Linked DNA regions of Mus musculus: all the other regions are linked to region 2. A link is a contact called in public HiChIP or PLAC-seq and promoter capture Hi-C data. All regions are on one chromosome and are shown on one strand. The core of a region is the stretch at or near the end of the contact, and the rest is flanking DNA. Distances in the headings are between cores, read along the strand shown.

What was found. Promoter capture Hi-C pulls out the DNA fragments that hold promoters and counts their contacts. HiChIP or PLAC-seq counts read pairs in DNA pulled down with a chosen protein or histone mark.
Region 1: a promoter capture Hi-C map of pre-B cells shows a contact between it and region 2, with 3 times the contacts expected there. The contact joins the promoter of Rhot2 here to the promoter of Atp6v0e in region 2.
Region 3: a contact with region 2 is called in an H3K4me3 HiChIP or PLAC-seq map of bone marrow-derived macrophages, with 3 times the contacts expected there. The contact joins the enhancer-like site here to the promoter of Atp6v0e in region 2. A contact is called at or near these places in 1 of 484 Hi-C or Micro-C datasets (the N1E-115 cell line) and 3 of 115 datasets of contacts at active chromatin or transcription factors (bone marrow-derived macrophages, pancreatic cancer cells and pro-B cells).
Region 4: a promoter capture Hi-C map of liver shows a contact between it and region 2, with 2.4 times the contacts expected there. The contact joins the promoter of Pgap6 here to the promoter of Atp6v0e in region 2. A contact is called at or near these places in 6 of 39 promoter capture datasets (the 3T3-L1 cell line, the HPC-7 cell line, cranial neural crest and 2 more) and 1 of 115 datasets of contacts at active chromatin or transcription factors (the SCID.adh cell line).
Region 5: a contact with region 2 is called in a promoter capture Hi-C map of hippocampal neurons, with 2.6 times the contacts expected there. The contact joins the promoter of Grm4 here to the promoter of Atp6v0e in region 2. A contact is called at or near these places in 1 of 39 promoter capture datasets (hippocampal neurons), 1 of 484 Hi-C or Micro-C datasets (the N1E-115 cell line) and 2 of 115 datasets of contacts at active chromatin or transcription factors (astrocytes and pro-B cells).
Region 6: an H3K4me3 HiChIP or PLAC-seq map of bone marrow-derived macrophages shows a contact between it and region 2, with 2.7 times the contacts expected there. The contact joins the promoter of Pigq here to the promoter of Atp6v0e in region 2. A contact is called at or near these places in 1 of 39 promoter capture datasets (liver), 1 of 115 datasets of contacts at active chromatin or transcription factors (bone marrow-derived macrophages) and 1 of 9 other capture datasets (pancreatic islet).
Region 7: a contact with region 2 is called in an H3K4me3 HiChIP or PLAC-seq map of bone marrow-derived macrophages, with 3 times the contacts expected there. The contact joins the promoter of Axin1 here to the promoter of Atp6v0e in region 2. A contact is called at or near these places in 1 of 39 promoter capture datasets (the 3T3-L1 cell line) and 1 of 115 datasets of contacts at active chromatin or transcription factors (bone marrow-derived macrophages).

What each region holds. Positions count from the first base shown.
Region 1 is chr17:25,843,255-25,845,954 of GRCm38.p6, reverse strand. It overlaps Rhot2 (ras homolog family member T2), which reads left to right and starts at 1,430. Exons shown (of 19, transcript NM_145999.3): 1 at 1,430-1,555; 2 at 1,642-1,700; 3 at 1,785-1,866; 4 at 1,971-2,014. The coding sequence starts at 1,519. It overlaps Wdr90 (WD repeat domain 90), which reads left to right. Exons shown (of 41, transcript NM_001163766.1): 38 at 41-184; 39 at 257-376; 40 at 496-580; 41 at 730-1,221. The coding sequence ends at 887.
Region 2 is chr17:26,675,138-26,677,837 of GRCm38.p6, reverse strand. Atp6v0e (ATPase, H+ transporting, lysosomal V0 subunit E) reads right to left here and starts at 1,442. Exons shown (of 4, transcript NM_025272.2): 1 at 1,260-1,442. The coding sequence starts at 1,363.
Region 3 is chr17:27,533,703-27,536,402 of GRCm38.p6, reverse strand. No RefSeq gene overlaps it. Among named protein-coding and RNA genes, the nearest start is that of Hmga1, 22 kb to the left of the region's middle. Within about 2 kb of position 1,417, at least 18 of the 459 cell types and tissues checked have an H3K27ac peak or open chromatin away from gene starts, as enhancers often do. A contact at or near this core is called in bone marrow-derived macrophages and pancreatic cancer cells, where this site is marked.
Region 4 is chr17:26,112,028-26,114,727 of GRCm38.p6, reverse strand. It overlaps Pgap6 (post-glycosylphosphatidylinositol attachment to proteins 6), which reads right to left and starts at 1,412. Exons shown (of 13, transcript NM_021793.2): 1 at 1,161-1,412. The coding sequence starts at 1,278.
Region 5 is chr17:27,511,971-27,514,670 of GRCm38.p6, reverse strand. It overlaps Grm4 (glutamate receptor, metabotropic 4), which reads left to right and starts at 1,274. Exons shown (of 11, transcript NM_001291045.2): 1 at 1,274-1,879.
Region 6 is chr17:25,940,686-25,943,385 of GRCm38.p6, reverse strand. Pigq (phosphatidylinositol glycan anchor biosynthesis, class Q) reads left to right here and starts at 1,397. Exons shown (of 11, transcript NM_011822.4): 1 at 1,397-1,571. Nhlrc4 (NHL repeat containing 4) reads left to right here. Exons shown (of 2, transcript NM_001039038.2): 2 at 1-1,153. The coding sequence ends at 25.
Region 7 is chr17:26,137,371-26,140,070 of GRCm38.p6, reverse strand. It overlaps Axin1 (axin 1), which reads right to left and starts at 1,385. Exons shown (of 11, transcript NM_009733.2): 1 at 1,030-1,385. It overlaps Gm46600 (a long non-coding RNA gene), which reads left to right and starts at 1,319. Exons shown (of 3, transcript XR_001782196.2): 1 at 1,319-1,670.

The sequences.
Region 1 (2,700 bases), core at 181-2,680, 830 kb after region 2:
TGGGCAGGCAGCAGATTCTCACATCCCTCATTTCTCCCAGTATGGAGACCTAGGGGTAGAGGGTGTAGAACTGTGGCTGGCTGCAAGTGGGGACCAACGTGTCAGCATCTGGGTCTCTGACTGGCTCCGGGACCGCTGTGAACTCCTGGAATGGTTGAGCTTTCCTGCACCTGCTGTCTCAGAGGTAAGAGTTCCACGGTCATGTGGGTGGGGATTGGAGTCTGCACAACCCAGCACAACATACTGCTTTCCACAGGCTCCAGGCCTCCTGCCCCCCTCTCTTGCTGCCTTCTGCCCTTGGGATAAGGCGATACTGGTGTGTGTGGGCCTGGGTGCACATGAGGAGGTCATCTTCTACAGCCTCCGTCAGAAGCAGGTTTGTGCGATCACTGCTCTGTAGGTGGACATCCAGGGCTGTGTCATAGGGTTAGAAGGCCATGGAGCCTGGGCTTTGTCCCTGGCAGGAGACCTCAGTGTCATATTGTTTTCCTACAGGTGATACAGAAGACACCTCTGCCCTTCTTTGCCATGTCTTTGAGCCTGTCCCCAGGATCTCAGCTCATGGTGGTTGGTTTTGCTGGTGAGTGCTGGTCGACACACATAGAGAGGGCAGCTTTGACAGTCCTCAGCCATAGCAGGTTTGGGGGCGTAGATGTCATGGCCCTGCTCCCCTCAGCAAGGTTCCCAGCAAGGTGTCAGTACTCAGAGCACCCTGTCATCTACCCACAGAGTGCATGATGAGGCTCCTAGACTGTGCGTCAGGGACTGCCCAGGACTTGGAAGGCCATGATGACTCGGTCCACCTGTGTAGGTTCACTCCATCTGGCAGACTGCTCTTCACAGCTGCTCACAACGAGATCCTGGTGTGGGAAGTCACCGATCCCTGAGCTATTGCTAGGAACATAGGCAGAAAAGCCAGACTGTGGATTGCTGTATGCCGAGCCAGGATGGCTGGGACAGGCTTCAGAACTGCATTGTTTGGAATTTGGGTGAAATCTGAAAAGATTCAAGGAGGCTGAGGGTGTGGCAGTGACTTAGAATCTGTGAAGTGTGGTTTTGACCCTCAGAACCACTCCCTCCTACACAAAACTTGGCATACTGGGTTGTTTTTCACATGAAGGTTGTTTTATTGTTTTTATTTTGTACAGTTTAAGGAAATAAACACTGGCATTTATTATAGCGATACATTGTTTTATTGTCCCATAAATTGTGTCTTTGCATCACTTCTGGCCTGAGCTCACCCTTTCCTCCCGAGGAGCCCGTTGAGTCTGAGTTGTTTGCACCACCTGCAGAGTCAGGAACACTCTACTGGCAGGCGGGCGCGGGCGCCTTGCCTTAGCCCAACCACTAGCTGGTGCTGTGTGGGCGGGACCGGAAGCTTGGGTGAGGGCGGTACTGAAGACAGGAAGTGCGGGGGCCTGAGCGGGTTGAAGGAGAGGGTTGGGGTTGGGATTGGGTCTACTTGGGCCGGGCCGGGCCGGGAGGGGTGGGTTTGGGGTGCTGCTGCGGGCAGCAGCCATGCGGCGCGATGTTCGCATCCTGCTGCTGGGCGAGGGTAGGTGCGCTGGGGCCGCGGGAAGACCGGTAGGGTCGCCGTGACCTCGGCGGTGCTCCTGACTACTGTTCCCTCTCCCCGCGCAGCCCAGGTGGGGAAGACGTCTCTGATCCTGTCGCTGGTCGGCGAGGAGTTTCCCGAGGAGGTGCGCGGGGCGGACTGGGCACTTAGGGCGGATGCCAGGCTCTGGGCAGCCGCTCCGCATTCAATACTGACCCACCTGTTGCAGGTCCCTGCCCGCGCGGAGGAGATAACCATCCCCGCCGACGTCACCCCGGAGAAGGTGCCCACTCATATCGTGGATTACTCAGGTATCTATCTCCAAATGCTGCCCCCCAGCCGGTGTGTATTGAGCCTGCAGCCGGTCTGAATCGAGCGCAACAGCCATTCTACATAGCATTCTTTTTCCTTTTAGAAGCGGAGCAGACAGAGGAAGAACTTCAGGAGGAGATCCACAAGGTGCGGTGCATCTTGCAGGCCCTTGGGTACTGAGCCCAATTCTTTGGTCCTAACTTGCTGCCATCTAGTCTTAATCGGCTTCCTTTCCTGGCGGCTGGATTAGGTGACTCTGCTTGACCCTGATAATTCAGCTGTGACCTTCACGGCTGAGTATTGTTGGCTTTTCCAGATCATAGCTTTCTGGGAATCAGGACCTGGCCAGTACTGCCATTAGTGATCCATCCCAGGGTCTGAGGGGAGCAGACACACACACACACACACACACACACACACACACACACCCTTCATTGCTTTTCCTTAACATACTTCGGTTCCCCAGTACTATTCCTCCCTAGGCTGTAGTGGATGCCATCTTAACTAGGCGTTCCCTGATGCCAGAGTTTACTATGTTCCTGAATGCAGTCCTTCAGCCTTCTTTGTGTCCTATAGGTGCAGGTCACTTGGTCACTTGGTCAGGGTGCAGTGTCTCCTTGCTTGCATCTGCAGCATCCTTGCTGCTTGTACTGAGATAGAAAGTGAGAGAGACCTGCCTTGGGACTGTAACCTGCGTGTGATAGGTCTGTCATAAGTCCAGGATGTGCTGTCTAGAGCCATGGTGCTAGGGTCTGGTGTCTCTTAGGGAGTGTTGGCAGGGAGAGGCCTGCTTGGCAAAGGTGGACTTTCCTGGCCTCAGAGCCCTACCCATC
Region 2 (2,700 bases), core at 193-2,692:
TGCCCTTACATACATGCAGCTATACACTTATATACATAAAATAATACATACATCTTTAAAAGTGCTTTCTTAGGCTAATAGAAAAAACACTGTTAAAAGTCAGTGTATTCCAGACAGTAATAGAAGCCAATATCACAAAACAGTAAAACTTCAGCTGGGCGTGGTGGCGCACACCTTTAATCCCAGCACTTGGGAGGCAGAGGCAGGTGGATTTCTGAGTTTGAGCTAGCCTGGTCTACACAGTGAGTTCCAGGATGGCCAGGGCTACACAGAGAAACCTTATCTTGACCCCCCCCCCAAACAAACAAACAAACCCCCCAAAGCCCCCCCAAAACAAAGAAACCCACAGTAAAACTTTCTCTAATCAAAATGGCCCACTCAGTAAACATTGTCTACTCTACAAAGTGTTGTGGAGCTAAACACTATGTACCCACCATTCAGTGTCTAACCATTAAAGCAAGAGACGTTTCTGACACACTACTACTTAAGATCAAGTGTCACCTCCACATGATCTTGAGTGAGAGGGAAAAAATTACTTAATTCAAAAGAGGAACTAGAAAGAGGGTGCCCTAGGCTCCTCTGAAAAGGTTTGTTTTTACACTGCAATACAGAAGTTTATCTCCAAACAGAGAAAACGGTATTCTGCAAACCTTAGATGGGGGAATGAAAATCTTGGCCAACCACTGTAAATACTGTTTACAAGTAAGGGCAGGAGCGCCCTGGAAGGTATGACGCAGAGGTTTCTACACAATGCCTTCAGCTCTGGGTGATTTAACCTCGTTTAGATCAGGCTCACCCTGGCTTGGGTTGGGCCCACTAGCTGCAAAGGCTGAACTTAACGCTCTGCATCAAGCTTGTCTGAGTCCGAAACTGCGACAGCAAGGGGGCGAGAGGGAGATTTCTGTTCTCAGATCCCTTTCTTTGAGGTTTAGGCAAAAAGCCTCCCGTGCATCAAAGACAGAACCAAAGCAGCGACAGTGGCTTGGGAGGCGCCCTAATTTCTCTTCAGTCGAAGTGCACACTTTTAGTCCATCAAGACAAAAAGCACTCCCTAAAATTCACTTCCGGGAGGGGCCGCCAAAGGTGACCTCACCCTCCAGCCGGGGACGTTGACAGGCTCTGAGGAGCGCATGCGGTCCTCCCCTCTGTGGTCCACCCCGCCTCATCCTCCCGCCGTAGTCCTCCACGTACGATCCTTCTCTCCGTGATCCTCCCACCGGGGTCCTCCGCTCCCACCACCTTGGACCTGGCGCACTTACCCCCGGTTAGGACCCTTGGGGATAAACCAGGGCACGAGGAGGCCCACGAAGCCCCAGAACACGCTCATCACGATCAAAGGCACAGTAAGGCCGTGGTATGCCATGCCTGCGCCCCAGCAGCCGAATCGGTCCGGAGCCTCGCTCTCGTCCCACCCGGAAGTGTCAACAGAGGCTCACGTGATCGGCGCGCTAAAGCCCCGCCCTTTGCGCGCGGCGTGACTCGACCGTCGGACTCCGCCCCTTAGACTAGAGCCCCGCCCTTACCTGGCTAGTCTCAAGGCTGTGGTTCCATGGGGCTTGACTGAGATGAACCTCCAGCCACCGGGGAGGGGACCAGCAGAGTTTTCTGGAAAGAACTTAGGCCCATTTTGGTGATGTGTCATTTACAGTTTTATCTATATTTTACGCGCAGACATAAATAAGTAAAACCTACAATAGTGGACTACTGTTCTAGAGTCTTGTATGCTAGGCTCCTGCTTTGCATTCTTCCATAGCCCATGAACTACTCACAATCGCCATCTCTGCTGCAAGTGAAGAATCACAGTCGCATTGTAAGTAACTTCACGGTTGTAAGGCTCTTAATCGTTGGTGCTGCTGTGTGTCTTGTACAGAGTGCCAGGGTCTGAGTTACAGAAGTAAATCTGACAGCCATCTGAGAGAGGTCACATCTCCAGAGAAGATGGACAGCTGAGGATGACCAGGCCCTACTTTGCATTCCCGCCAGTTGTCACAACAGTTTCAATAAGAATAGGAATTATCGGGGCTGGTGAGATGGCTCAGCAGGTAAGAGCACCCGACTGCTCTTCCAAAGGTCCTTAGTTCAAATCCCAGCAACCACATGGTGGCTCACAACCATCTGTAACAAGATCTGATTCCCTCTTCTGGTGTGTCTGAAGACAGCTACAGTGTACTTACATATAATAAATAAATAAATCTTAAAAAAAAAAAGAATAGGAATTATCACCGGGCATCGTGGAACACGCCTTTAATCCCAGCACTCAGGAGGCAGAGGCAGGCAGATTTCTGAGTTCGAAGCCAGCCTGCTCTACAGAGTGAGTACCAGGACAGCCAGGGCTACACAGGGAAACCCTGTCTCGAAACAAACAAACAAACAAACAAGAATAGGAATTAGCCAGAAATATCATTGTGGCTCGCCAGAATTGTAGGCTCATTGCACCATGAACTTCCTGAGACACAGAGGAGGGGAGCAATTCTTGGAGGTTTTTTTTTCCCTTGGGGCCAGGGACTTGCTATGAGGAACACAACAGCTCCCAAATGCTGGGATTGCCAGTGAAGCACCATGCTGAGCTGAGGTTGGTTTTGCAGAAGCTTGCAGACAGAGCAAGATGAAAAGGGAGATCTGGCAGCTGAATCCAGTGTGCTGGCTGTGGATCCATTTCCCCGTAGTAGCCACCTCTCCTGATTTCTTCATCAAGTAGAA
Region 3 (2,700 bases), core at 168-2,667, 860 kb before region 2:
TCTTCTTCTTCTTCTTCTTCCTTTTCTTCTTCTTCTTCTTCTTCTTCTTCTTCTTCTTCTTCTTCTTCTTCTTCTTCTTCTTCTTCTTCTTCTTCTTCTTCTTCTTCTTCGTCTTCTTCGTCTTCTTCTTCTTCGTCTTCTTCTTCTTCTTCTTCTTCTTCCTTTTCTTCTTCTTCTTCTTCCTTTTCTTCTTCTTCTTCTTCTTCTTCTTCTTCTTCTTCTTCTTCTTCTTCTTCTTCTTCTTCTTCTTCCTTTTCTTCTTCTTCTTCTTCTTCTTCTTCTTCTTCTTCTTCTTCTTCTTCCTTTTCTTCTTCTTCTTCTTCCTTTTCTTCTTCTTCTTCTTCTTCTTCTTCTTCTTCTTCTTCTTCTTCTTCTTCTTCTTCTTCTTCTTCTTCTTCTTCTTCTTCTTCTTCTTCCTCTTCTTCTTCTTCTTCTCCTTCCTCCTCCTCCTCCTTCTTCTTTTTTAAAGATTTATTTATTTATTAGCTGCACACTGCAGCACACTGCAGCTGTCTTCAGACCCACCAGAAGAGGGCATCAGATCCCATTACAGATGGTTGTGAGCCACCATGGGGTTGCTGGGATTTGAACTCAGGACCTTTGGTTTTTTTGTTGTTTTTTGTTTTGTTTGGGGGGGGGTTCAAGAAAGGGTTTCTCTATGTAGCCCTGGCTGTCCTGGAACTCACTTTGTAGACCAGGCTGTCCTGGAACTCAGAAATCCGCCTGCCTCTGTTCCTGAGTGCTGGGATTAAAGGTGTGCGCCACCACTGCCCGGCAGGACCTTTGGAAGAAGAGAACCTGAACGTCCAGTTCCCTGAGCTCTGACCCGTCTTCTGACCAGACACCAGGTATGACATGGTACACAGACATACATGTAGGTAAACATCTATACACATAAAGCATTGAAAAATGCTTTTAAAGTTATATTTACTTGTGTGTGTGTGTTTGACATGACACACCGGTGCTGGTCGGAGAGCAAGTTGCAGGAGTCAGTTCTCTTCATCCATCATGTGGGGTCGTCGGGCTTGGCAGCCAGCGCCTTTATGTGCTTCTCTGTGGAGGAGGAAAGCTGAGTGGTTTGTCCCAGGCCACACAGCTAGTACTTCTAGAGTCTGCTATGGCCTACAGTTGTGACGATCTCATGCCTTTGTCCTTTGGGTACCTAACTCCAATTTTCTTCCCAGGAAGATGTGTAGAGTGGTAGGGAGACCCGAGGGTCAAAGGTGAACTTGAGGCGGCTGTGAAGGCACCAATGGACTTGGGTTTCTTCTACAGACAGGCAGCAGGTACCGCCCCATAACAAGTATCCATTAGGTGTTATCCCCAGAAAGACCTGCCAGGCATGTCCCAGCCTGTCCCTTACAGTCTGGGGGACCTGGGTCTCAGCGGGGCAGGCACCGCGTGGTTCAGCTTCCCCCACAGCCTCTTTGCGGTGCCCTCCTGAGTCTGTTAGAATCAGCCTGGGATGCTGCTGGCTTTGGTCCCAGCAAGGAGCGCTGTTGCCACCTCGTGGTCATAGCTGGCATTGCAGTGCCTGTTCTGAACAAGCGATCCCACGCCTGTTCTTGGGATGGACTGGGGTCACAAGGTGGGGAGGAAGAACAGAGGTGCTGAGGTCTGGTCTGTTGCTATGTATTGCAATGCTAAATTCTGTACCCGAAGGTCTAGGATCAAGTGGATTGTCACATTTACCAGCTTTTGTTGTACAACCGGTGTTTTTAATTTAAAACTATTGGTTAAGCTGGGCGTGGTGGCGCATGCCTTTAATCTCAGCACTCTGGAGGCAGAGGCAGGCGGATTTCTGAGTTCGAGGCCAGCCTGGTCTACAGAGTGAGTTCCAGACAGCCAGGGCTATACAGAGAAACCCTGTCTTTTTGTTTTGTTTTGTTTTTGTTTTTAAAGATGTATTTATTAGTATAAGTTCACTGTAGCTGTCTTCAAACACACCAGAAGAGGGTATCAGATCTCATTATGGGTGGTTGTGAGCCACCATGTGGTTGCTGGGATTTGAACTCAGTACCTTTGGAAGAGCAGTCGGTGCTCTTACCCACTGAACCATCTCACCAGCCGGAGAAACCCTGTCTTGAACCCCCCCCCCCCCAAAACAAAAACAAACCCAAAAAACAAAAACCAAAGCCAAACCAAACCAAAACAAAACAAAAACCTATTGGTTAAATAAAAACTGGCTACAGCCAGTTTCTGGAGGGGTTAGAGTTAGATGGGTTTTGAGTTACCTGGTTAAAGAGGAGGAGGAGAAGAGGGAGAACGAGGAGGAGAGGGGAGAAGGCACCATGAGAGATGTACAACACTGTAGAAATAGCTAGGCCAGCAGTTAGAACAGTAGATTAGGGGTTATCCACCCCCAGTCATTGTCAAAGCCAAATAAAATAACCATAGTCTGAGTCTCATTTATTTGTAATCTAGTTGGGGATAAATTGGTTGTAAGACACAGGCATAGGGGAGGTAGGTGGGGTAGGCAGCGAGGCCCCTTGTGGGTTCACAGGCCACTCAAGCATCCACAGGTGGCTCTCTACCACCCATTACAGCTTGCAGGGAGAAGGGACTCCTGTGGACAGGCTGATGAGCAAGGCGGAGGCAGCGCCTTCCAGAAGGTCTCTGGCCTGCGGAGTCTGCCTGCAGCCAGCAACTCTTGAGTTCAGTGTGTTGAGAAGTGCCAAGGGGGCAGGCTCCTCAGCAGCC
Region 4 (2,700 bases), core at 163-2,662, 560 kb after region 2:
ACTGCTCTTCCAAATGTCCTGAGTGCAAATCCCAGTAACCACATGGTGGCTCACAACCATCCCTAGTGAGATTTGACTCCCCCTTCTGGAGTGTCTGAAGACAGCTACAGTGTACTTACATATAATAAATAAATAAATCTTTAAAAAAAGAAACAAGGGGCTGGTGAGATGGCTCAGTGGGTAAGAGCACCCGACTGCTCTTCCGAAGGTCCGAAGTTCAAATCCCAGCAACCACATGGTGGCTCACAACCATCCGTAATGAGATCTGACTCCCTCTTCCGGAGTGTCTGAAGACAGCTACAGTGTAATTACATATAATAAAAATAAATAAATAAGTAAATAAATAAATAAATAAAAAAGAAAGAAACAAGAGCTCCAAGGGAGGAGGGGGTGGAAATGGGAGGTACAGTCAACATCCGGAAAGGTCCAAGGAACACCAGGTAGCACAAAGGTCTCCCGGGGAGTTTCCCGCCGGGCAAGAGAAGGGAAAGTACTCATCTTTCCTATTTCTAAATGTCTGCGGGTAGGCAGAACACAGAGGGTCAAAGATCTAACTGCCTCCTTAAACTGTAGTCCAGTGCGTTCCCACTTGCGGAGCAGAAATAACAAAAAGCAGTTAGGAAGCTCCCCTATAAGGGAGTACCCTTTCTTTACATCCATTCTGGTCAGCCAGCTTCTCTAGGGCCAGCTGGCAGCACAGTCGGTGAGAAGCAAAATCAGCAATCAAGAGTGACCTTCCTGGGATTGGATTAGGAACATAATGCTGGTTAGACCCCCCCTAGTCCAGGGTCTGCCCAACTTTCTCTAGCTCAACCCTTCTACCAGATACTGTCCCTTGCGTCACCACGGTTCAGCTATTCTTCGGAGATAGGTTCCTCTACCTCCCAGCTCTTGGGTGCCACAGTCGCGTCTCTAAAGCACAGGAGAGACGGACCGGTAGAATCCGCTCCAAGTGAGCGAACTCGGCGGGCCCGGAACGGAAAAGCGGGCATGGGGGTTTTTCTGGCCCGGATGCCCCGCAGGGGGCGCAACCCAAGATGAGAACCTCGTTTCAACGCCGCGCCAGGTGAACGCACAGGTGCCCCCCGTGAGTCACAATCCCCGCCTCCCGCCCGCCCCCGGCCCGCGCCGCGGATGGCGCTGTAGGCCCGCGGGCTCACCGCTCTCCTTGCTGTTGCTGGCGGCGGCAGGCGGAGGCCGAGCCAGGAGCAGCAGCAGCAGCAGCAGTGACCCGGTCGCTGCCTCCCGCGCTGTGCCCCCGGCCCCAACCCGGCCCATGGCTCGGCGCTCAGCCCGAGCTACCCCTCCCGCGTCCCGCGCCGCTCGCCCCCGCCTGGGCAGCCCCCGCCGCCTCTGCGGCCGCCGCCACTGCCTCTGCCCGGAGCTCCCATGGCTCCGATAGACCTGCCGCCAGCGCCCCGGGCACTTCCGCCTCCGAGGCCCCGCCCCGCAGGGAGCCGGCCTGCGGTCTAGGTTCCTGAGGATGCTGGACCGCGTCACCTTGGCCAGAGTGGAGGCGAACAGCAGGGGGCCGAAAAGGTCTCATTGGAAGGGGACACGGATTCACTGGGGATCACTCAGCTTGAGGGGGTGGGCGGCAAAGGATGAAGGGTCCTGTCGAACGCTTTGGGGTACCAGACGACAGATGTCACGTATACGTGACATATACGCCCGAAGGTGCACTCTGACCTTGCCTGGAAGAACCGAACCTCCAGCTGCTCTCAGGACCCCTCACACCATAACCATAAACTGCCGCAAAAGTATAAGAGACCAAATGGAAACGGGAAGGTGCACTTTGAGTAACCGAGTTTCATGTCAGTGTCAGATGAACTACTCTGGGTACCAAAGGGATATATTCCAAACATGTTAAAGATGTGGTTGCAAACTGAAAGCCCAAAAAGAGAAGTTGAGGCTTTTTTCAGAGGGGTTCGATGCAACAACAAAAGTAAAACAATGCACTAAAAACATGCGTACAAAAATAAGCCAAACATTTGTGGCCCGTGCCTTTAATTCCAGCACTGGGGAGGCAAAGGCAGGCAGACCTCTGAGTTCAAGGCCAGGGTAGTTTACAAATAAAGTCCAGGACAGCCAAAGCTATTACACAGAGAAACCCTGTCTTGAGAAAAAAAAATTATAAATAACACCAGGTCAGGTTGCAGCCTATCATGAAAAGCTGAGTACAGTGGATCTCAGCTGAAGTCCCAGTGCTGGCAAGGCTAGAACAAGAAAATCACCAAGAGTGAGGCCAGCCTGACCTACAGATACTAGTAAAGTGCTCCCCACATCAGTATTACCTGCCTTTTCAGGAAAGTGATAAGGGACCAGGGTGGTCATGGTGCACACCTTTAATCCCAGCACTTGGGAGGCAGAGACAGACCAACCTCTGAGTTCCAGGTACTCAGAGAAACCCTGTTTTGAAAAGCTGGGGGAAAAAAGTCAAAGTGCTACATGCTACAGGATTCCTAAAACATTATGCAAATTAGAACAACAGGACCACCTCCTGTGTTAGAGAATGTTAAAAAGTTGGAGCATATTTATCCTTTTGCCAAACAAAGATCAAAAAGCTCTTTGGGGAGATGGGGCCCAAATTAAGGAATGTCCCCAAGGAGCCTCCGAACTCTCCAAAAATAGCCCCAGCCTGTAGGAAAACTATTTCCTTTGTTATCCTGCCAGGGTTCACTGAAGTGTGGGGCTGCATCC
Region 5 (2,700 bases), core at 25-2,524, 840 kb before region 2:
AGGAGACATGTATTTGGGTCATTCCATGTGACAACAACAAGAGTACACAGTTTGACAACAGTTATTCATACACCAAACACTCCTAAGCTCAATGGGGTCCAGGCCCGGGGCCAGGCACTGCATGAACGGTGGTGAACAGTCACCGCGCTGGCCTTCATGGTCTGGAGAGCTGGCGATGGAGGCCTGCATTGGTAGGGGATCAGGGAGAGAAGCAGACAGAGATAGCTCGGGCCTTGCTAGTCCTGGACTCTCCCAAGCATTCCTCTAGGTTCTTTGGAAATCAGGGGGTCTAGCAGTCAGGATGGCGGAGTGTCTCAGGCCTGGGCACAGTGAACACCAGGTGGCACTCTGCGCCCTGGCCCCCTCTCCAGCTGTTAGCAGCCACCCACTCCCCTGGCTCCCCAGCACGGTAGCACCCAGGATGAGGCTCGCCACTTCTTGGGGCTCCCGGGGAAGCCACTTCTGCAGTCTGGGCCTGTTTGCAGCTCTTCAAGGATTGCGTGGTCTGTCCCTGCCTTCCTCTAGGCCTGCCTCGAAGGCACCCTTCCGGGATCATCAAAGCCCACGCGAGGGGAAGGGGGCAGCGAGCTGCCAACCTCTTGAGCTGAGGAACTCTTCTTGGGGCTAGTTCAGGCCACCTGTTACACCGTGTTCAGTGGATCGGGTGTGTGTGTGTGTAAATTGCTCCCCTATTTTGGGGGCTCTGGGGTGTTAGTGCTTCAGGGTAAAAGCGCTCCTCTCCACAGATCGTGAGACCTGGGCAGGTGGATTGACGTCTCTGGGCCTCAGTTTCCTTCCTTGGCATGCTATGACAGAAATGTGCAAATGAGCATGCCGCAGGGGGGCACACGCCACGTGTGTGCGCGGCTATGAGAAGCGGCCCCGCGGGTGGGGGGTTCCAGTGACGCACCGAGTGGGTACGGCTCGCCCCTAAGGGTCCCTAGGCTCTGCTGTACTTTGCAGGGTGTGCGACGGGAAACTGGGTTCCCTGACCCTCGACTTGTGTGGGTGAGGAGGGATCTTCGCCGCGTCTTTGGGGTGCCCGGGTAGTGAGATGGCGCGCTCACGGGGCTGATTGGGGGGTGGGTAGGAGGAGTGTAAGAGGGGAGGCTTCCGGGAGCGGGCGACAACCGGGTGCGGAGGGAGCGGGAGCCGCCGGCGGGGAGGGCGTGGAGGGGTGGCGAGTCCCAGCTTCCGGAGGTGGAGGTGCGGGTGTGTGGGGGTGGACCCGGGCTCTCGCTCTTTAAAAGGCCGGCGGAAGCGTGGTGCGCTCGCCCCGCACTCGCGGCGCAAACTTGCGGGCTGGGCTCGCGCGTGCGGTGCGGCAGGGCGGTGGGCGCCGGGAGCCGTGCGGCCCCCTCGGCCCTCGGCCCGCGCTCCCGGCGCTCGCGCCCCTCCCGCGCCGCTCGGCTCCCTGTGCTAGGCTCGCACGCTCCCATTTTCTCCTCGCCGCCGCCGCCGCCGTCAGGTGCCCGCACCCCGGCCGGCTGCGCTCGCTCCCCAGCCCCGATCCTCGGCGCACGCAGCGCCCCGCACCGCCTCGCCCGCGCTCTCGGGCTCCGCGGCGGCGGCGGCGGCGGCAGCGGCAGCAGCAGCAGCACGGGCACCGTGGCGGCCGCTCCCAGCTCCAGCTTCCCGGGAGCAGCAGCCGAGCGCCACCGCTCGTTGCTCCGAGGCTCCGGCCAAAGCGGCCGCCAGCTCCTCCCCGCCGCGCCCGGGACCGCCGGCGGCTCGGCGCCCGGTTTGGTCCGCAGCGTCAGCGCCACCCGCCGCGGCCCGGGCTCCCGGCACCGCGAGCAGCTAAGAGCTGGCCGCCGCCTCCCTGCACTTCCCGGGCGCAGCCGACCCCTAGCCGTGGCGTTCACCTCGCCGATGCGCGGTGAGTTGTGGCCCGAGGGGCACGGGCGGAGGGGACGATGCCCTCCGGCCTCCGGGAGCGCGGGCTGCGGCGGGGACCCCGGCGTTTGAGGAGGTGGCCTCTGCGAGCTCTCCCTAGTTCCAGGAGGAGGGCGCAGGACCCAGGGACAGGGGCTTCCCTCCGGGCTGGGGCCGCCCCTCCGCTGCCCCCTCAGGGATGGGGCAGTGTTGTCTGCGGGTCTGGGGGAAAGTGGGATGGGGGCTGTGACGGGGCTGCACTGATGACAGGTGGAGTTGGTCCCGATGGGGACGGTGACAGCCGCGCGTCCCCTCTGCGGAGAGGCTAGGCTGTGGGGGCGCGGGGCGCGGTGTGCGCCTTTGCGCCGTGGTCCTCGGCCAGAGGGCAGCGCCAGCCCCGTGTTGAGGCTCCCTGCTCTGAGAACCGCATCCAGCCCCGGCACCACCTTCGCCACTGGCTGGAGCCGAAGCGCCTCCCGCCTGCAGCCGCCGCCGTGGTTTGCGGTGGCGCTGCAGGTCTGGGGTCTCTCCGCAGCCCCGGGACCTGAGGTCAGGCTTTCTCTGGACACTTGGGACCGAACCCTCTCTGAAACCCTGGTGAACCGAGCGTCTCTAAGGGCTCTGTGTGAGCGCGCGTGTGGCGGGGGAGGTCCCTGCTCCAGGGTCGCTTCCCCGAGCCCGCGGGCAACCGTGTCCCCTCCCCGCGCGGGGGCGGGGCCGAGGTGGAGGCCTGACTGTGCGCTGCGCCCCCGCACCCCGCACCCGGCGCTGCGTGGTTGTTTGTGCTGAGCTGGGGCAGCGGCACAGCGGCGGGGAGTCCTGAGC
Region 6 (2,700 bases), core at 148-2,647, 730 kb after region 2:
CCAGTATCTGGGGGAGATGGCCTGAGGGGTAGGCTCTGGGGGAAATTGCCCCTTGCTAGGACTGGCCGGGCCTGAGTCCTTTGTACTATCATGGAAGGTTGGTAGGCTCCTTGGGGCCTGCTGAGCCGTCTTCCTGATACCTGGTCTTAGCTGGCTTTGTGATTTCCTCTTGGCAAGTGCCCCTGTCTACACAGAAACCATGAATCACCATTTCTTGATGAGGTTCTAAACTGGGCCATCTCCACTTCCCTATTAAGTATGCTCATAGGTTTTCATGCCCCTAAAACCCAAGGGCCACTCAGTCCCTGGCTCTGCTAGCTTGGGTCTCGGGAGGCCTGAGCTTTGAGGCAACACTTGAAGCTATAGATCCTGGGTGCTGAGGCTGTCTGCCAGCAGATAGCTAGGCAAGATCTCCTGCCAGGTGTCCAACCCCTACATCCTAATCAGAGGCAGGCAGGCAGGCAGGCAGGGAGGGTGTGGCTAGGCTGGGTTGGGCAGTTTAGGGGAAGGGTGTGGTCCCTTAGTGTTCCCCCCAGCTTCAAAAATATTCCCATTCTTGAGCCTCCAACAGCACTCTGGGCCCAACAGAGAGGTAAGGAGTAGGCAAATCAGAGGGGTAAGGCCAACATGTGTCCTGGTAGGGCACATAGCAAGGGCAGGTCCTCTACTGGACACTCCCTGTTTTGAAAGATACCTTCAGTTTTCCCTTCAATCCAGGTCCAAACCACTTTTGAGCACTTAGGTGGGGTGCTGGGACGGTTCTGGGTAGCACAGGTTCTTTCATACCCTTCCATTCAAGACAGGAAAACAGTAGCCTTTCCTCCCATGTTACAGATGAGATCTGGAAGGGGAGGGGTGTGTGTGTGTGTGTGTGTGTGTGTGTGTGTGTGTGTGTGTGTTTGAAGAGCTTACTCATTGAGAATCTGGTCTCACCCATGTTCTTCATGTGGGAAGAAGCAAGAAAAAGCTCCTTGCTTTTGCTCCTTTAGGGTGTGGGGTGGCACCCAGCCTGTCATCTGGACGTTGAGGTCAACACACATGTCACTCCTGCAGGCTAAATCAATATGCCCTGTTCATTATGTTGTGGGGGATTAATGGACAATGAAAGAAACTTTGCTTGTAAGTAGATGCTCAATAAACACTAGTTACTGCGTTGTTAGGGGTATTGCTTTCAGACTATGCGGCCCACACGGGTCTGCATGCACCCTACTCGCAATGGATAGAAACAGATGGAAGGGCCTGGGTTTAGGAGGCCAGGCGGTAAGAACAAAGCGGCTACCATGGTCCTCAAAGGCTGGATCCACCGGACCTTTCAGGATATTTACAGCGAGGGTAGCTTTGATGACAGGAGCCGCGCGCGCGGAACTCTCGGGCTCAGGCGATGGACAGCCCGGGCATGTTTGGGGACCGGACCGTCGCGCGACAACGCCGCGGAGCCGGCGGAAATGGTGCTGATGTCCCGCGGCGGGCCTGGGAGCCGCAAGCACGGTCGTCCTCCCGGGCCCGCCGAACGCAGTGCCCAACCCAGTTCCTTCCCTACCGCTCGGGGACGCGGCCCCGGGGACCAGCTGGTGAGCACTAGCGGGTGGCGGGGCCGGGAGAGGAAGAGGAGGAAATCCCGAGGTAGCGCAGGCCTCTTGGTCCTAAAGACTCTGAGATGGGAAACCTGAGGCCGGGATAGAGGGAGAGGCGGCCACCCACGCAGCTGACCTCCAGGCTCAGCGGCACCCGTTGTGGGTCTGGGCCTGCTCTCCGGAACTTGAGGGCACCGAGAGGCCCCTCCTCCCCTCCAGGCCGGGAACTGGCTGGAAGATTCCTGGGGCACTGGCTGAGAGGCTCATATTTATCCACTCCAGTAAAGATCAGAAACAGATTACCCCCTCCTTTTGAAATGAAAAAGGAAAGCATTTACAGAGGCGGAAAATGTGTTTCTGTGCAGGTTCTCTTTTAGGCTAGGTTGGCCTCAAAATCCTAGTGTAGCAAAGGATGACCTTGAATTTTTGATTGTCCTTTGGCCACCTCCTGATTACAGATATGCACTGCTACTACTGGTCTATGAGGTTCTGGGGACTCAACACAGGGTCTGGTGCAGGCTAGGTAGGCTCCATACCAACTGACTACATCCCTAGTCAGAAAAGTGGTTTTGTTGTTGTTGTTGTTGTTTGAACGTGGGGTAAATATGAACCCTCTCAAAGATTCACAAAGTAATGTTTCAGCTATGATGTGTCCCAGGTCTCTCTTAACTGGGCTGGCCATCCCTCAAGCCTGTTCCTTGCAGGGGAAGTAAGCAGTAGCTCTGCTGCTGAAGTCTGACTTGGAGTTCTGTGAAGAGACTTCCTGGGGCCTCTTATTTAACCCTCCTGGGAATGGGCTGTCGGGGAGGGAACTGACTCCTTCTTAGCAAAGGTAGCTTTTCCAGGCTTGGGCTGTTCTTTTAATCAGCATCTTTAAAGGCCTTCACGCATCCCAGGTTTTTGCCTTCTCGCTCCAGCCTCTCACCTCTTGTATCGATCGCCTGCTCTTTCATCATCATTTTCTGCTGCTGGGATCCCAGCAGCCCAGTGTAAGCACACTCCTTCTTACACTTCAGTGCATCCGGAGGCTGAGATGGGAGTGAGGGTGGGGATTTGCCTCAACTTGAGTTCTCTCAGTACCCCACAGATCAGAGCTCCAACCTCTCTCTGCCTTGCACCTTCTTTC
Region 7 (2,700 bases), core at 136-2,635, 540 kb after region 2:
CAGGACTCTCATTTCATATCTAGTGCAGTCCCCCATCACATAAAGTCGTAACGGTGTTTCTCTGAAAGATGTAGGACAAGTCAATACTGCTGAAAAATCAAACAAAATCTCTGTGCTCCCTATATTTTCTCGGCCCTGAAGTGGGCTCTAAAACTGAAACCAGCTAGTACTGCCTCTCTCAGGTAAAGTCAGACTCCATGTTCTCCAAAACGGACTGTGAGTAAAGGAACGCATTGGAGTAAAGGGGAGGAGTACACAGTTATTGCGAACTCTTTACAAGTTATCTTCAGATGAGCCGAAAAAAATCCTTATGCCCAACTAAAAATGCTCGCTCTGGGCTTTGGTTTTGGGTGAATTTGTTTTGTTTGGGGGGAGCATTATTAAGTAAGGCAATGAACACCAGGACAAGTGGTTATCTGGCAAGCCAAACCACACCAGAGAGTGCCCTCCTTGGATTGTTCTTACTCGTCCCTACTTTACTTTTTCATAGGGACTAGGGGATAGCGCAAAGGAAGACACACACACAGTCTAGCACCAGCAGCTTCTCAGCACCCACTCACCCATATCCTAAATGTGTCCCAGACCCATCAACAGTACACCACACTCGGCAGACACACACCCACCTGTACATCATTCTTAGAATCCTTGCTTTTCCTTAGTCCCTGGTCCTGTTCAAACAGGCCTTGCTTTCCCCATGCCCTACTATCGTCCTGTCCCTGGCACATCGCCCCCCCCACCCCCAAGCCCTTCTCCTCATATATACCTAGCATACCATGCAGTCCCCACGCCTCTACTCATACTGCGGAGCCTGCCACCTCTTCCGCTCAACGTCCCCTTGGATCTCAGGTCTCCCTACGCCGGGCACAACCTCGCACATCAGGGGCCGCGCTCCGGCACGCCTCCCGCCCGCAACCCGCGCGCCCCTCTCTTCCGGGTCCGCGTACGCCGGCCTAGCGCGGCCTACTCCCGCAGCCCCGGGCAGCAGGCCTCCGCGCCACAGGAGCGCGCCCGTCGGCTCCCACTACTCACCAGCGCGCGGCGGCTGTGGAGGCGCGGCCCGGGGCCTGGCTCCCGGCCCGGCGAGGCCCATGCGCTCAGCGGCGGCTCAGCGGGCGGGCCACGGCGGGGGCGCGGCCCTGGGGGGCCCCCATCGCGGCGGCGGCGGCGGCTCGGCGACCCGTGGCCCGGAGGCGGCGCAAGGCAGGCCGCAGAGCGCCGCCAAAACCGGCTGCTCACTCTCACCAGCCCTCTCTGGAACCAGGCTCCAGCCCGACCCCAGCAGGCTCCTGCGGCGGCGGCCGCAAGCGCTTCCCTGAGCCGGGAGCCTGAGCCCAGAGCCCTGAAGCCCAGGCCTGAGCGCCCCCGCCGGCGCCGCCCGGAAGTGCGGGGGCGGGGCCGTGGTGTGGGGCGGGACTGCTGCGGAGGCTGGGTCTCGTTGTAGAGGCAGAACCACGGTGTGGGGCGGAGCTTCTAACACGGGGCGGGTGGGAGTCCGAGGACAAGAAGAGTAAGGGGCAGAGTCTTGAGCGAAAGGCGGGACTGCGGCGTACTCAGGAGCCAAGCACTGTCTTGCGGTGGTGAAGGCGGGGCGTGAACTAGGAGTGCCGCTGAAAAGAAACGTAGCCGCGGAGGATGCCCAATGGGGCAACGACTACTGCTCGTCCCGAAAGGTGCCATGGGAAACAGCCCTGAGCGCGCTCAACAACCACAGCCATCACTGAACCCTAGGCCAGTACACTGAAGGCAGACCACTCATATCTGATCGCAGATGCTATTGAGAGAGTAGAGTTTCTGGGTAGCTGGTCGCCCTCCACACAAATACACACATAACACTTATAATGTCTGCAAGGCATCTCTTGCTAAGTCTGCAAGCGCAAAGAGTCAACTCCATTTTGCCCCACCACAGGAACATAGATGCACAACTCTCTACTTGGCAGGTCTCAACCCTCGGTCAGCCACATCCCAAGGAGAAATATGTGAACACAAGTAATTACTGCACTTAAGAATGTCATCTACCAGTCAAATCAGCCCCTGACACCTCTCAGGTAGTCCATTTTGCAGACAAAAAGTTGTGACCTAGGCTTAGTACGCACCCACCCAGACCTCACCTTGGCCAGAGGACTCCTGGTACCCATACCACCCTATACTGGCTGCATCTGCACTTGCCATCTACATGCTTTTATACTGCTGCTGCCAGTGCCACTGCCATGTTTTGTTCTGGACATTGTTCTCCCTCATTGCCTTGTCCCTTCTTCATGGCTCACAGGCAAAAGCAGTAGTACTGGCTTCAGACTCTAAACCCACAGCTGACTGGGGTGATCCTAACCCTGCCACCTGTCCCTTAAGAGGACTTAGCACAGTACCGAGGACCAGGATTGCTATGTATAGAGAAGGAACCACTTGAACTATAGCTACTAGGGTGACCAAGCCTGACAAATTCCCCTCCTAGACTCATCACTGAGCCTCAGGTCTGGGGCTGGGGTATAGATAGTGCCCCCCCCCTCAAATGCCAGGACAAGTTTCATGTTCACTTCTGTCCATCTAATGCAGCCTCAGGTCCTCCGGCCTCTGGGCACTGGAGACTCTCTAGCAGCCCCTGACCCAGACCATTCAGCCTCATACCATTAGAAGAAACAATCACGACCACTGAGTGAGCAGTAGATAGCCTTGGCCTTGGGCATCCTCCCCACTCCCAAACCC